3 separate regions of the Sus scrofa genome follow, and regions 1 and 3 are each linked to region 2. A link is a contact called in public Hi-C and promoter capture Hi-C data. All regions are on one chromosome and are shown on one strand. Each heading gives the region's core, a stretch centred on a gene start, on an enhancer-like site or on the middle of the called end of the contact. The rest is flanking DNA. Distances are from core to core; before and after follow the strand shown. Region 1 holds the start of BRD7 (bromodomain-containing protein 7). Region 2 has its middle 15 kb from the start of SNX20. Region 3 overlaps PAPD5 (non-canonical poly(A) RNA polymerase PAPD5).

The links. Promoter capture Hi-C pulls out the DNA fragments that hold promoters and counts their contacts. A called contact is a pair of places that touch in the nucleus more often than the background predicts.
Region 1: a promoter capture Hi-C map of liver shows a contact between it and region 2, with 5 times the contacts expected there. The contact joins the promoter of BRD7 here to the enhancer-like site in region 2. A contact is called at or near these places in 3 of 5 promoter capture datasets (fetal liver, fetal skeletal muscle and liver), 17 of 47 Hi-C or Micro-C datasets (alveolar macrophages, brain, embryonic fibroblasts and 10 more) and 1 of 2 datasets of contacts at active chromatin or transcription factors (alveolar macrophages).
Region 3: a contact with region 2 is called in a Hi-C map of subcutaneous adipose tissue, with 2.8 times the contacts expected there. The contact joins two enhancer-like sites. A contact is called at or near these places in 1 of 5 promoter capture datasets (liver), 5 of 47 Hi-C or Micro-C datasets (embryonic fibroblasts, omental adipose tissue, psoas muscle and 2 more) and 1 of 2 datasets of contacts at active chromatin or transcription factors (alveolar macrophages).

What each region holds. Positions count from the first base shown.
Region 1 is chr6:34,475,597-34,479,653 of Sscrofa11.1, forward strand. It overlaps BRD7 (bromodomain-containing protein 7), which reads left to right and starts at 2,412. Exons shown (of 16, transcript XM_021094214.1): 1 at 2,412-2,699; 2 at 3,139-3,347. The coding sequence starts at 2,651.
Region 2 is chr6:34,190,173-34,194,178 of Sscrofa11.1, forward strand. No RefSeq gene overlaps it. Among named protein-coding and RNA genes, the nearest start is that of SNX20, 15 kb to the left of the region's middle. Within about 2 kb of position 1,874, at least 24 of the 83 cell types and tissues checked have an H3K27ac peak or open chromatin away from gene starts, as enhancers often do. A contact at or near this core is called in alveolar macrophages, liver, mesenteric adipose tissue and 3 more, where this site is marked.
Region 3 is chr6:34,628,973-34,633,348 of Sscrofa11.1, forward strand. The region is part of intron 1 of PAPD5 (non-canonical poly(A) RNA polymerase PAPD5); the gene reads right to left. Among named protein-coding and RNA genes, the nearest start is that of PAPD5, 38 kb to the right of the region's middle. Within about 2 kb of position 2,114, at least 16 of the 83 cell types and tissues checked have an H3K27ac peak or open chromatin away from gene starts, as enhancers often do. A contact at or near this core is called in alveolar macrophages, omental adipose tissue, retroperitoneal adipose tissue and 1 more, where this site is marked.

The sequences.
Region 1 (4,057 bases), core at 1,162-3,661, 290 kb after region 2:
TGGTGTCTTTTATGTACCAGGCACTGTCTATCTCCCAGGACCTCCTTTTTGTGAGGTGTTTTATGTGTTAGGGCCTTACTCATTTTTCACAGCTATGAACACTTTGGGACCTAAGCAAGATCTCTGTTGAGGAAAGGAGGGAAACTGCTAACTTCCTAATGTAAATGAGTTAGCCAGTTCCTTCTCCTTTATTATAAGGTGGTCAGAGAGAAGACAGACAGACAGGCGCACAAACACACACACACACACACACACACACACACACACACAGAGTGAACTAGTTCTGAGGGGCACTGGCAGAGTAATGGTCACTGTCCTGGGTGCTGTGAACACAAAAGTGCAATGCTCCCCCATATCCATCCCTGCCTTGGGGGAGCATGCTGGGTAATGGGGAGAAGGCAGGTAAATTCACAGGCCTGGATAGAGGCCAGACCCAAAGGGGGAGGTGGCAAAGCAGTTCTCCTTAGAGCAAAAAGAATTATCGCTTGTTACAGGGAGGTACTAGACACAAACTTTTAGCCTTTGTGAAAAAGCAGCTCCCCTCCTTGAACGGAACCTCGTTTTCCCTGGCTAACCACTGGGGGCTGGTGGGGACTGCCAGTCACAGATTGTAACTCCACTTGGCTATACGGGTGGACTTGATATCCAAGATGGATCGATCTCCCATCCCCTTGGCTATAAAATATGTGACCTACGCCAAGCCAATCAGAGCCCTTCTCTGGAGCGAAGCCTTTTCCCAACTGGTCAGGGAGCAGCTGCTGTAAGTCGGAACCCCATATACACAGAGAGGAGGCAAAGAAAGAGAGAGAGAGTGAGACCTATGGCATCAAATCCCTGGTTCCCATCTTTTTTTCAGGCAAGCGTTACTTCTGCCCTTCCTGGACATGTGACTCAATAAATCTTTTTACTTACTTGAAGTCATTCAAACCGGGTTTCTATCATTCTCCAACCATCAGACCCTGAATTACAGGGCTACCATTTCACCCACTGCTAAAAGCTGCAAATCTTCCTGGGAGAAGTGATCCAGAGAGGCAAACTCTTACTCAAGTATAAATGACAAATGTCAGCCCCTTTCTTGAAAGCAGTCTGTGATTATGGGTTTATTTGAAAATATACAGGGCCGTAAATTTAAGGTAGAGACAATCAAGAATCCTTCATCATGTTCACAAGTAAAAAGAGCTTGTGGGAGTTCCCATTGTGGTTCAGCAGGTTAAGAACCCAACACAATGTCCCTGAGCACATGGGTCCAATCCCTGGCCTTGCTCAGGGGGTTAAGGGTCCAGAACTTCCATAAGCTGCAGGTGCAGCCACTAAAAAAAAAAAAAAAAAAAAAAAAGCTTGTGATTCAGATTCGGAAAACCTGAATTTGAAGCCTGACTCTACAATTAGCAACGTCCTTCATTTCTCTGGGCATCCATTTCTTCATCTGTAAAATGGGAACAAGAATATTTCTGCTCTTCCTATCTTACAAGGTTGTCATGTAGAAAAACGGCAACATTATTTTGTCTCCCTACAGCCAACATCCCTGGACGTGTTATATGAAAAACATCTTAACTTTTTATTTGGATGAATGCCAATGAGCAGACATGTGAATAGCTCATCTCACTAGCAGGGTTCAGCATCTTCGGATAAAAGTAAAGAAGGGCTTAAAACAGGATTGAGGAGTACACATGAATCTACAGAGCAAGAGCGTAAGTCTGGCCCCCACTTGGTGTGGATCCAGATATATTTTCATTGTTTTTTCTATTTAATTTTTAAATTTCAGTTTTCCCTTCAAAAAAAAAAATTTAACATGCACTTGAGAAAATTGTTAAACAGTGTAGAGACAATCCACTCCACCTCCAGTCATATCACCTGAGATAACCACTGTTAACACTTCTGTGTAGCCATGACATACTTTTCATCCAGATGTCAACATTTATTTCCTTAAATGCATCTTACCCAACACACTCTGCTCTATACCCTGTTGATGTGGTTTTAATTAAGGTCTTGGAGGCCTTTACACATCATCACATACGATTTTCTTTTAAGATCAGAAGTCTTGATTTACCAATGTGCTGGATCAGGTATCCAGTAAAGGGATCAGTAAGTATTGTTAAATGGAAGATACAAGCAAGGGGAAGTGGGATATAAGGGAGGAGTCAGGAAATGAGGGTGATAAGAAGGAAAGAAAGAGGAAGAAAGGAAGGAAGGGGGGAGGGAAGGAATCAAGGCGGGGAGAGAGGAAAGAGGAAGGGAGGGAAAGAGCCGGAGGGCAAAAGGAGTTCCAAAGCGGTGGGCCACGCCCCCTGCCCGCCCCCGGCCCGCCCCCAGCCCGGACCCCGCCCCTAGTCCGCAGGCTGCGGCGCCACCTCCAGCCGCCAGGGGCCGCCACTCGCAGCTACCTGCTCTCTGCGCGCGCGGCGGGCCCTCTCTCCCGCCTCAGCGCCAGCCGGTCGCCGACCCGCCGCCGCTCTTGGGCTCCGGCCGGGTCTCGCGCGCCGTCTTCTCGTGAGGGGCCTCGCGCCGCCCGGCGCTCGCCGTCCCCCTGCCTCGCGGCGCGGGGTCTCGCGGGCCCCGCTCCCGCCCTCCGCTCGCCTGGCCCGGACCGGAAGCGGCGCCGCACGGCCTGGGCCTGGCGCGGGGGGCGGGCACCGGGGCCCGGTCGGACATGGGCAAGAAGCACAAGAAGCACAAGTCGGACAAACACCTCTACGAGGGTGAGGAGTGGGCCGCGGTGGGGGGCGGCGAGCCCGCGGCTGCTCGGTGGGGTTTACGTTCCTTCGAGACCACTCTGGAGCATCCGAGGCGGGCCGGGGGGATGCCCAGGTCCCTCGGGCAGGCCCGGACCCGCGAAGGGGGCGCGGTCCATCTGAGCCGCACAGACCCCACGCAGGGGCGGCATTCGAACCCGAGACCCCCGGCCCGGGAGGGTCTCCTGTGGGGAGATGCGAGGCGGCCTCGAAAGGCCCGGGAGCGTTCGGGACGGCCACTTGGTAAGTGCCTGTCATTCAACAGGTGCTTCGCGGGGCGCCCACTGCGTGCCCCGGGCCGCCTTGGCCTGTGCGCCTCCTTCTTCCCCTGCCCAGGGGTCACTCTGCTCGTGGATACCGCCCAGCGAGGCCCTCCTTTAATCGAGACCCTTTTCTTTCGTTCAAGAATATGTAGAGAAGCCCTTGAAGCTGGTCCTCAAAGTGGGAGGGAACGAAGTCACCGAGCTCTCCACGGGCAGCTCCGGGCACGACTCCAGCCTCTTCGAGGACAAAAATGATCATGACAAACACAAGGACAGAAAGCGGAAAAAGAGGAAGAAAGGAGAGAAGCAGGTTCCAGGGGAAGAAAAGGGGAGGAAACGGAGACGAGTAAAGGTAAAGTCATTGCATTGCTTCAGCTTTTTTTGGTGCTACCACTTTCTGAGCATTGCCGCCTCCCGCTGCCAATCTTTTTACTTATTTTGTGTCCAGTGAAATGCTCAGCTGCCTATAAAATCAGACTTGTTTTGAGGAGGAGCAGGGCAGAATAGGAACGTGAATCACCTGTGAGCTTCAGCAGCTCTTTATTAGACTAATTGTACGCACACATCAGGTGATCGAGCTAAGTCCTGATTTTCAGGAGCTGCTTCAGAGTGCTTTTTCTATCTAGGAAAGGTTAAAGTCATGCTCAGTAAAGCCTCAGTGTTCGAGGTTTGTGGAAAACAGTCGTTTGAAAAGTGAATGAGTATGACTGAATCACTTTGCTGGACACCTGAAACTAACACAGTTAGTATATCAACTATATATCAGTAAAAAAAAAAAAGTGAGTAGGATCTCTTGGGGTTCAAATTTTGTTCCAAGATAAGTACCGTTATGCCACATGCATGATGAACAACTTTCATCTTTTGAAACAAAGTTTGAGTCTGTTGAAGAGAAAATTGGATTAGAAAACTTTAAGGACTATGACACCAGTAATTTTTAAAAAAAGTTTTCTTAATCACACACGGTTAATAGAAAAAAGCTGGGAGGAGTGAGCTGCCATCTTGGTTTCTAAGCTGGGTAAAACAATAACTAACTTTCCTTTCAAGGATGATCACATACACACT
Region 2 (4,006 bases), core at 624-3,123:
ACTTTGCCTTGGAGCCACAAACCCAGTTCCAATTCCACCTGCTGGGCTGAGGGCTCCCACCCTGTCCCCAGTCAGACTCCCCTGGGCGCCTCCAGAGCTTCCTGGCCCTCCTGCAGTGGCCTTTCCAGAATCCTCCCTGGGGACCCGGTAGCACTGCCACAGGTCCTGTCCATGTGCCATTTTCCTTCTAGCAGTCTCCTCTCACTTATGCAAATTTATTTGAAAATGAAACTTCTGATTACTACCCTCAGTAGAAAATCAGCATCATTTGCTGTAATTAGAAGGTAGCCGTAAAAATAAACACAGTGAAACCTATCATTGTTATTACACCTCAGTGGCCTTGAGTCTGAGGCTGCCAGTGTCCTCTGGTAAAAGAGACAGAGGCAGGGGAATTCCTGTTGTGGCACAGTGGAGACGAATCTGACTGGTGTCCATGAGGATACAGGTTCGATCTCTGGCCTCGCTCAGTGGGTTAAGGATCCAGCATTGCCGTGAGCTGTGGTGTAGGTGGCATATGCGGCTTGGATCTGGCGTTGCTGTGGCTGTGCTGTAGGCCGGCAGCTGTACCTCCAATTTGACCCCTAGCCTGGGAACCTTCATATGCCAAGGGTGTGGCTCTAAAAAGAAAAAAAAAAAAAAACAAATAACAGAGAGAGAGAGAGAGACTGAGATGGGAGTTCCCTGGTGGGTCAGTAGGTTAAGGATTGGACACTACCACTGCTGTGGCTCTGGTTAAGCTGTGGTGCGGGTTCAATCACTGGCCCATGAGCTACTATATGCCTCAGGTATGGTTAAAGAAAGAAAGAAAGAAAGAGAGGAGTTCCTGTCATGGCTCAGTGGAAACAAATCTGACTAGTATCCATGAGGACATGGGTTCAATCCCTGGCCTTGCTCGGTGATCTGGCATTGCTGTGAGCTGTGGTGTAGGTCACAAACACAGCTTGGATCTGGCATTGCTGTGGCTGCGGTGTAGGAAGGCAGCTGTAGCTCCAATTAGACCCCTAGCCTGGGAACCTCCATATGCCGAAACTGCGGCCCTGAAAAAAAAACAGAGACAGACAGACAGACAGAGACAAGCCTTAGAGACCCATGATCATCACACCAAGACTTCTCACCGATTTACTCAGAAAGAAAGGCAAATACTGCAAAGGGAAATCAGCCTCTGACCACATGGCCTGGATCACCCGTCTGAGATGTGCATCATCCCAGACCAGCTGGAGTCTCGCTCCCTCTCTTTAGCCCCCTGGCCCTGGCCCCGTCCCCGCACCCCGGATCAGCCCTGCTTGCTGCCCAGCTCCTCAGCTGTGGGTCTGGTTTCAGCTTTGGTTGGCATCCTCGGCTTTCCACCCCCAGTTGGGAGGTGGTACCCAGGCTCCAGCTCTGGGCTTTGCACCCTGATAGCAGGTAAGACCCTCAAGTGAGGGAAAGTTCTGGTTTCATCAGAGCCAGAACCTGTCCTCTAGTTGGTGTCACTGGGTCCCCCGTTAAGAGCAAGAAAATACCCTCCCTGGAAGAAGATCTGGGCGAGCCCCACCCACCTGGTCAGCACTGGGGCTGCTCACCAGCCTTACCCATCTGTCTGTGTATGACTCATCTCTGAACAAACAGCAGTGGATGACACTTCTACGCTATGGCAGACCCTGCATAGAGCTCGGGGCACAGTGGTAAACAGGACAGATCGGGCCCCTGCCCTCATGAAGCTGCTACGTGAGAAGGGAACCACTCACAGAGCACACTGAAGCAGGAACAGAAGGGTCTCCCTCAGCCGCATGGTCAGGGAGGGCTTCTTGGAAGAGGTGTTTAATGGAGTCACAGGAGAGGCTGAGGAGGCGGCCAGGGCAGCGTGGGGAGGGGAGAATTTTTAAGCAGAAGGAAAGCGGAAGCACAGCCCTGAGGCAGGAACTTCCTCTGTCCCCGGGGAGCCTCGACCCAGGCCTGGGCCCAGAGAAGGGGGCAGGCAGGCCCCAGGCATCCCTTCTGAGGTGTGCCACCTGGCTGTGCCCGCTGAGAGGAAGTGCTCCAGGTGCCAACAGAAAGACGCCTGGTGAGCCCATCTGTGCCGTGGCTCGTCTCCAGGAACTGACTCTTTGCAAGGTGAATAAGCTGGGAGCTCGTGTTTAGGGCACACAGACCCTTTGGGTTTACAAGTGACAGAAAGTCAGGGTAAGCTGACAAGGAGGAATTTATTTCCTGAAAAGTCCAGGAATAGATGGCTCCAAGCCAGGTTGGAACCACAGCCTCAGACCATCCACACCCAGTGTCCTACTCACTTTCGCTTTCTCTCTTGGTTTTACTTTCCTGGGCTTTGCCTTCTCTCTCGACAAGCTCTCCTCCTGGTGACAAGATGGCTGAAGCTGTGCCAGGCTCACCTGCCCCTTCTCGGATCCCCAGGTGAAGCCGCACGGCTCCTGTGACGCCCTGGTCTGTAGGATGTGTGCAAAACACCTGCCCACCTGTCCTTTCCTGAGGCGCCCAGTGCTGACCACAATGAACTTGCCCAACCTTCACCAGAAATCCGTCTTTATGTACTGTTTTGTAATCTGCTTTTTTATTTTTTTGGCCACACCTGTGGCATATGGAAATTCCCAGGCCGGGGATCGAATCCACGCCACAGCAGCAACCCCAAGCTGCTCCAGTGACAACACTGGGTCCTTAATCCACTGTGCCACAAGAGAACTCCTTGTTTTGTTTGTTTTTTCTTTGTAGGGCCACACTGGCAGCATATGGAAGTTCCTGGGTTAGGGGTTGAATGGGAGCTGCAGCTGCAGCCCATGCCACAGCCACAAAAATGCTGCCGCACCTGTTACCTATGCCCAGCTTGTGGAATGCTGGATCTTTAACCCACTGAGCAAGGCCGGGGATCCAACCCGCATCCTTATGGCGCCTACACTGTGTCCTTAACCCGATGAGCCATGATAGAACTCTGTGATTTTTACATTTTTAAATAGACTTTTAAATTTTCAAAAATTATTTATTTTGGCCACACCCATGGCATGCAGAAGTTCCCAGGCCAGGGATCAAACCTGCGCCACAGCGGTGACCCGAGCCCACAGCAGTGACAACATCCAATCCTTAACCACTAGGCCGCCAGGGAACTCCTAAATACACTTTTCAAAAAAAAAAAATTGTTGTTGTTGTAGTTACTTCTTTTTGCATTTTTAAAAGTTTGATGGAAGTATAGTTGATTTACCCTGTGATCCTTTCTGCTGTACAACAAAGTGGTTCCGTTATCCATGTACACACATCCATTCTCTGTCAGATTCTGCACCCATGCTGATGATCAGAGAATACTGGGTGGAGTTCTCTGCACTATGCAGCCGGTCCCCATTGGCCAATCATTCCACAGACCTCAGTGTGCACAGGCCAATCCCAAACCCCCTGTCTCTCCCTCCCCTACCCCATGGGTCCCCTTTGATAACCATACATTTTTCAAAGTCTGTGAGTCTGTTTCTGTTCTGCAAATAAGTTCATTTGTAGCCTTTTAGGTTCACAGCAAGACTGGCTGGGAGGTACAGATACTTCTCACATGCCCCCTACCCCCCAACATCATTGCCTCTGCACAATTGACACCCCCCACCAGAGGGGTCCATTTGTTACAGTTGATGAATCCATAGTGACATGTCATTGTCACCCAGAGTCCATAGTTACATTAGGCTTCACCCTTGGCCCTTGTACATTCTATAGGTTTGGACAAATATACCCACCTTTATAGTGTACTGTGTGATAACATATGATTAGAGAAGGATTCAATTTTCTGTATATTTTTAAGAACATTGTATTCTAATGCACGTGCCACTGTTATTTTAACTGTCTTGTAAGGTTCCAGATTTTCCTGCCTTCAGGCAGCAGTGCAGCCAATGCCTTGATCCAATGTCTTTTTTATATTTGTGTTCTCTTAAGGCAGTTTCTAGCAGTGGTTTTTCTGAATCTTACACACTCATTGTGATTTTGATAACATTCATTTCTGTCCCTCTGGAGAGTCTGCACTAACCTACCCCTCCACCAG
Region 3 (4,376 bases), core at 864-3,363, 440 kb after region 2:
CAACAAGATGAGTAAGTTCCAGAGATCTAATCTCCAATACTCTGCTGGGCACTTAAAGTTGTGTTAAGAGGGTAGATTTTATGTTGTATTCTCACCATGAAATAAATGAGGGGGACACGAGTAAACTTTTGGAGGTGCTGGACGGATCTCTTACCATGGTTGTGGTGATGGTTTGGGGGGGGGGCGAGTATGCATATGTTCAAACTCATTCTGTTGAATACTTGCATTAAATATGTGCAGTGTTTTATGTATCAATTATACTTCAATAAAGCTGTTTAAAAACAAATCCCTGGGAGTTCCCGTCATGGCGCAGTGGTTAACGAATCCGACTAGGAACCATGAGGTTGCGGGTTCGGTCCCTGCCCTTGCTCAGTGGGTTAAGGATCCGGCGTTGCCATGAGCTATGGTGTAGGCTGCAGACGCGGCTCGGATCCTGCATTGCTGTGGCTCTGGCGTAGGCCGGTGGCTACAGCTCTGATTCGACCCCTAGCCTGGGAACCTCCATATGCTGAAAAAAGAAAAACAAATCCCTCTTTTTTTTTTTCGTCCGCCAGAAATAGTTCCATGAGGGAACAAGGATATTCGCCACAGCATGATTTGGGATACTAAATAAAATACAAAGAGCCTAAACATCCATCAATGGGATCCAAATAAATAATCACAGGAGCACTCACTGACCTTCCCTTGAATTATAGTCAATAATTCATTTAGGAGTTCCCGTTGTGGCGCAGGGGTTAACCAATCCTACTAAGAACCATGAGGTTGTGGGTTCGATCCCTGGCCTCGCTCAGTGGGTTAAGGATCTGGTGTTGCCACGAGCTGTGGTGTAGGTCTCAGGCGAGGCTCAGATCCTGAGCTGCTGTGGCTGTGTGTAGGCTGGCAGCTCCTTAGCCTGGGAGCCTCCATATGCCGTGGTGCAGCCCTAAAAAGACAAAAGACAAAAAAAATAAAATTAAAATGCATACATGTTAACTACCATTGTAATCTTTATAACAACATCTTTATAACAAGGAAAAACATCACTAAAGAATATAACACACACAGGAGAAAGACTCACGTTACTCTAATAACCTAGCTTTGCAGACCAGAAGGCTACACACGAGGCACCTGGAAGACCCAAGCACAGAGGGACCCCGAACCCTGGCACGCGGCAGCAGACCGGGAGACATGTGCAAAGTCACGGCATGCACAATGCAGTGAGTGTAGCAGTGAGCTTCTGTTGGTGTCTGCCTCACCCTTCCTAGGGATTTACAGTCCTAGACGTGTGTGTAAGACCAGTACAGTGCAAGACCAATTTCTGGAAGGATACATAAAAACTGCCTGCAGTAGTTTCCTCCAGAGGGGGTGGGACTGAGGTCTGAGGGGCAGGGATTTAAGTGCCCTCTTGTACCGTTTGATATTTTTTCAAATGTACACAGGCACCAAGAAAAGTGAGTAACAGCAAGCCCTAGGGCCATCCCTAGAGCGGTCGGAGCGCTATCTTCAGGAGGTTCTACAATTCAATTTTTACAAAGAAACTGTCACACACACATATACACACGAATCCATTCTCCTGTATTTCCAGCTGCCAGCTAGACTCCTCTACCTAGATTGTCATCTCAGACTCAGGAAGTTCAAAATGAAATTCCTTCTCTTTCTCCAAAACCTATTCTTCCTCCTTGCATTTTCCTCCTTAGGTTATTATTTTCCCCAAATGGAAACCAAACTGGTTCTCCCTTCTCTGGGCCACCTTCCACATGATCCCCTGGGGTCCCCTGCCTCAAGCTATCTGTGTCACTTCCAAACACCTTACCAGAGAACGATCTCGCCAGCTGCCGGTCTGATCCCTCTGCTCCCCAGTACAGCCACAAAGAACCCGACCAGAACACACCAGGAGCAAGGCACTGCGTGGCCGGAATGCACCAGGCCTCTTCGACGGCCCTGCCCTTGCACAGGCAGGCTCTGGGCCCAGGAGACCCTCTCACTCAGCCGTTGAGAACTCAACTAGCCCCTTCTCCATCAAGTTACCAGAAGCAACAGGACTTTAGCGCCTGCTCAATGTTCCTGTCCGCTCTGGACCTAGTCCCGCCTCCTGCGCAACCGTCAACGCCAGCACATTCAAAGCCCATCCCCACGCACAGGCCTCCCTGCCCTGATTCTACTCTCTGATTCAGCTCTGGGGACATAGAGCCAGGACGCAGCACAGAGAAGTGCTTCTTGAGGAAGGAAGTCTGAGGTGACGTATGTACATCTATCCACAGCCATGTGCATGTGTCAGGAAAGGGAGGTTATGGGCCTTCAAATGAGCTCGATACTTGGATCCAAGGAAATGGACACTCACACTATGAAAAATGACAGAACCAGAAAGGGGGACAATTTGGCCCCCAAACTACAGATGTCCTTTAGAGTTAAAGACGGTAATTCCACTTCTCAGAATGTAGCCTAAGGAAATAAGTCTGCATGTGCCTAGAGATATGACTGTAAGAAAATATCCACAATGAGCATGTAACTTTTTTAAAACACAGCTAAAAGTATTTCAAGAATGAATTACCCTATTATCTTTACCTTTTATTTTATTTTTGTGGATTTTTTTAAAAATTAAAGTATAGCTGATGTACAATGTTGCACCAATTTCAGCTGTGCAGCAAAGTGACCCAGTCATACACACACACACACACACACACACACGCCCTTTCTTATATTCTCTTCCATCATGGTCTCTCCCAAGAGACTGGATAGACTTCCCTGCGCTACAGAGCAGGGCCTCATTGCTTACCCATTCTAAATGGAATAGTTTGCATCTAAAACCCCAGACTCCCAGTCCATCCCCCTCTCCGCATTTTAAAATTTGCACAATGGGTCTAATTTTCTATAGTATTGATAAGGATACAGCAAGGTTGCTTGGAAAAAACTAACTAAATAGGAACATCACCAGTATCAAAGTCAAAAGGTAAAAGCCCTCTACCTCTTCTTTTTTATTTTTGGGCCACATTCACGGCATGTAGAAGGTCCTGGGCCAGGGATCGAAAACCCATGCCACAGCAGGGACAACACTGGATCCTTCACCCGCTGTGCCACAACAGAACTCAAACCTCTTCTATTTATAGCCAAGAAATGTATTCATATCCCAAATAACTCGTAGTACATCCTAAGATTTAAAAAAACAAAGAAGGGAAAATATGGATAATAATGTAAAATTATTTAAAAGAAAAAAAGAGTCTAAATATCTTGGATTTGCAAACCTTGTGGGCATTTAAAACTTTTACTCATAGTTAAGCAATGCTGTATGTGCTATGTCAACCCCTCCTTGGTTAGGACATGGGAATAACTGCAAATAATGGATACTTGTGCCTGTATCCTAAGTTTTCTTTTTTTTTTTTTTTTTTTTTTTTTTTTTTTTTTTTTGTCTTTTTGTCTTTTTAGGGCTACACCTGCGGCATACGGAGGTTCCCTGGCTGGGGGTCTAATCGGAGCTACAGCTGCCGGCCTACACCACAGCCACAGCAACACCAGATCCAAGCTGCATCTGCGACCTACACCACAGCTCAAGGCAACACTGCATCCTCAAACCCACTGGGCAAGGCCAGGGATCAAACCTGAAACCTCATGGCTCCTAGTCAGATTCATTTCTACTGCGCCACGATGGGAACTCGTAAGTTATCATTTTTTCTTCTCATTTTCTTCTTGTAAGAGGTGCTCATATCTGCTTTCCTAGAAATTAGAGCAGTTCATTTCTTTTTTTTTTTTTTCCTTTTTTTTTTTTTAAGCTGCATCCGCGGTACATGGAAGTTCCTGGGTCAGAGACTGAGTCCAAGCCACAGCAGTGACCTGAGCTGCTACCTGAGCCAGATCCTTAACCCTCTGTGCCACGGCAGGAACTCCAGAGAATTCCTTTTAAATGCCATCATCTGTTGCTCTCAATTTCTGGACCCCATTTTCCAATGTTTCAGAAGGACGGTTTTTTTCCTTTGATTTCCTGTCTCTTCCGCCTTCACTGCTATGAAGGGAGATAATGAAAACCATCTGACTTTTCCCAAGTCTCTTTGACCACCCACCCCTGCCACTACTCTCAAGCAAATATAAGGAAAAGGAAAGGAAAGAGGAAGGAAACTATTACCTAAGAGTTGCCTTATCTAATTCTAGTTTTTAACTCTTCCCCCTTCCAGTAAAAATTCTGAACCCCGACCCCCCTCCTGTGACTAGATCTAACCAAATTTGGATAAAGTTGAGAAGCTCAAAGAAGAGTAGATGATATTTCCCAACTAAGAGTAAATATCTTCAAATAAAAGCTTAGTGAACAGATTTATTCCCCTATTGGAAGGTACCCAAATATGTGCTGAGTGAAAAAACAAAAAAAACAAAACAGAATCTTTCCTTATCTACAAGGTTCAAATGTC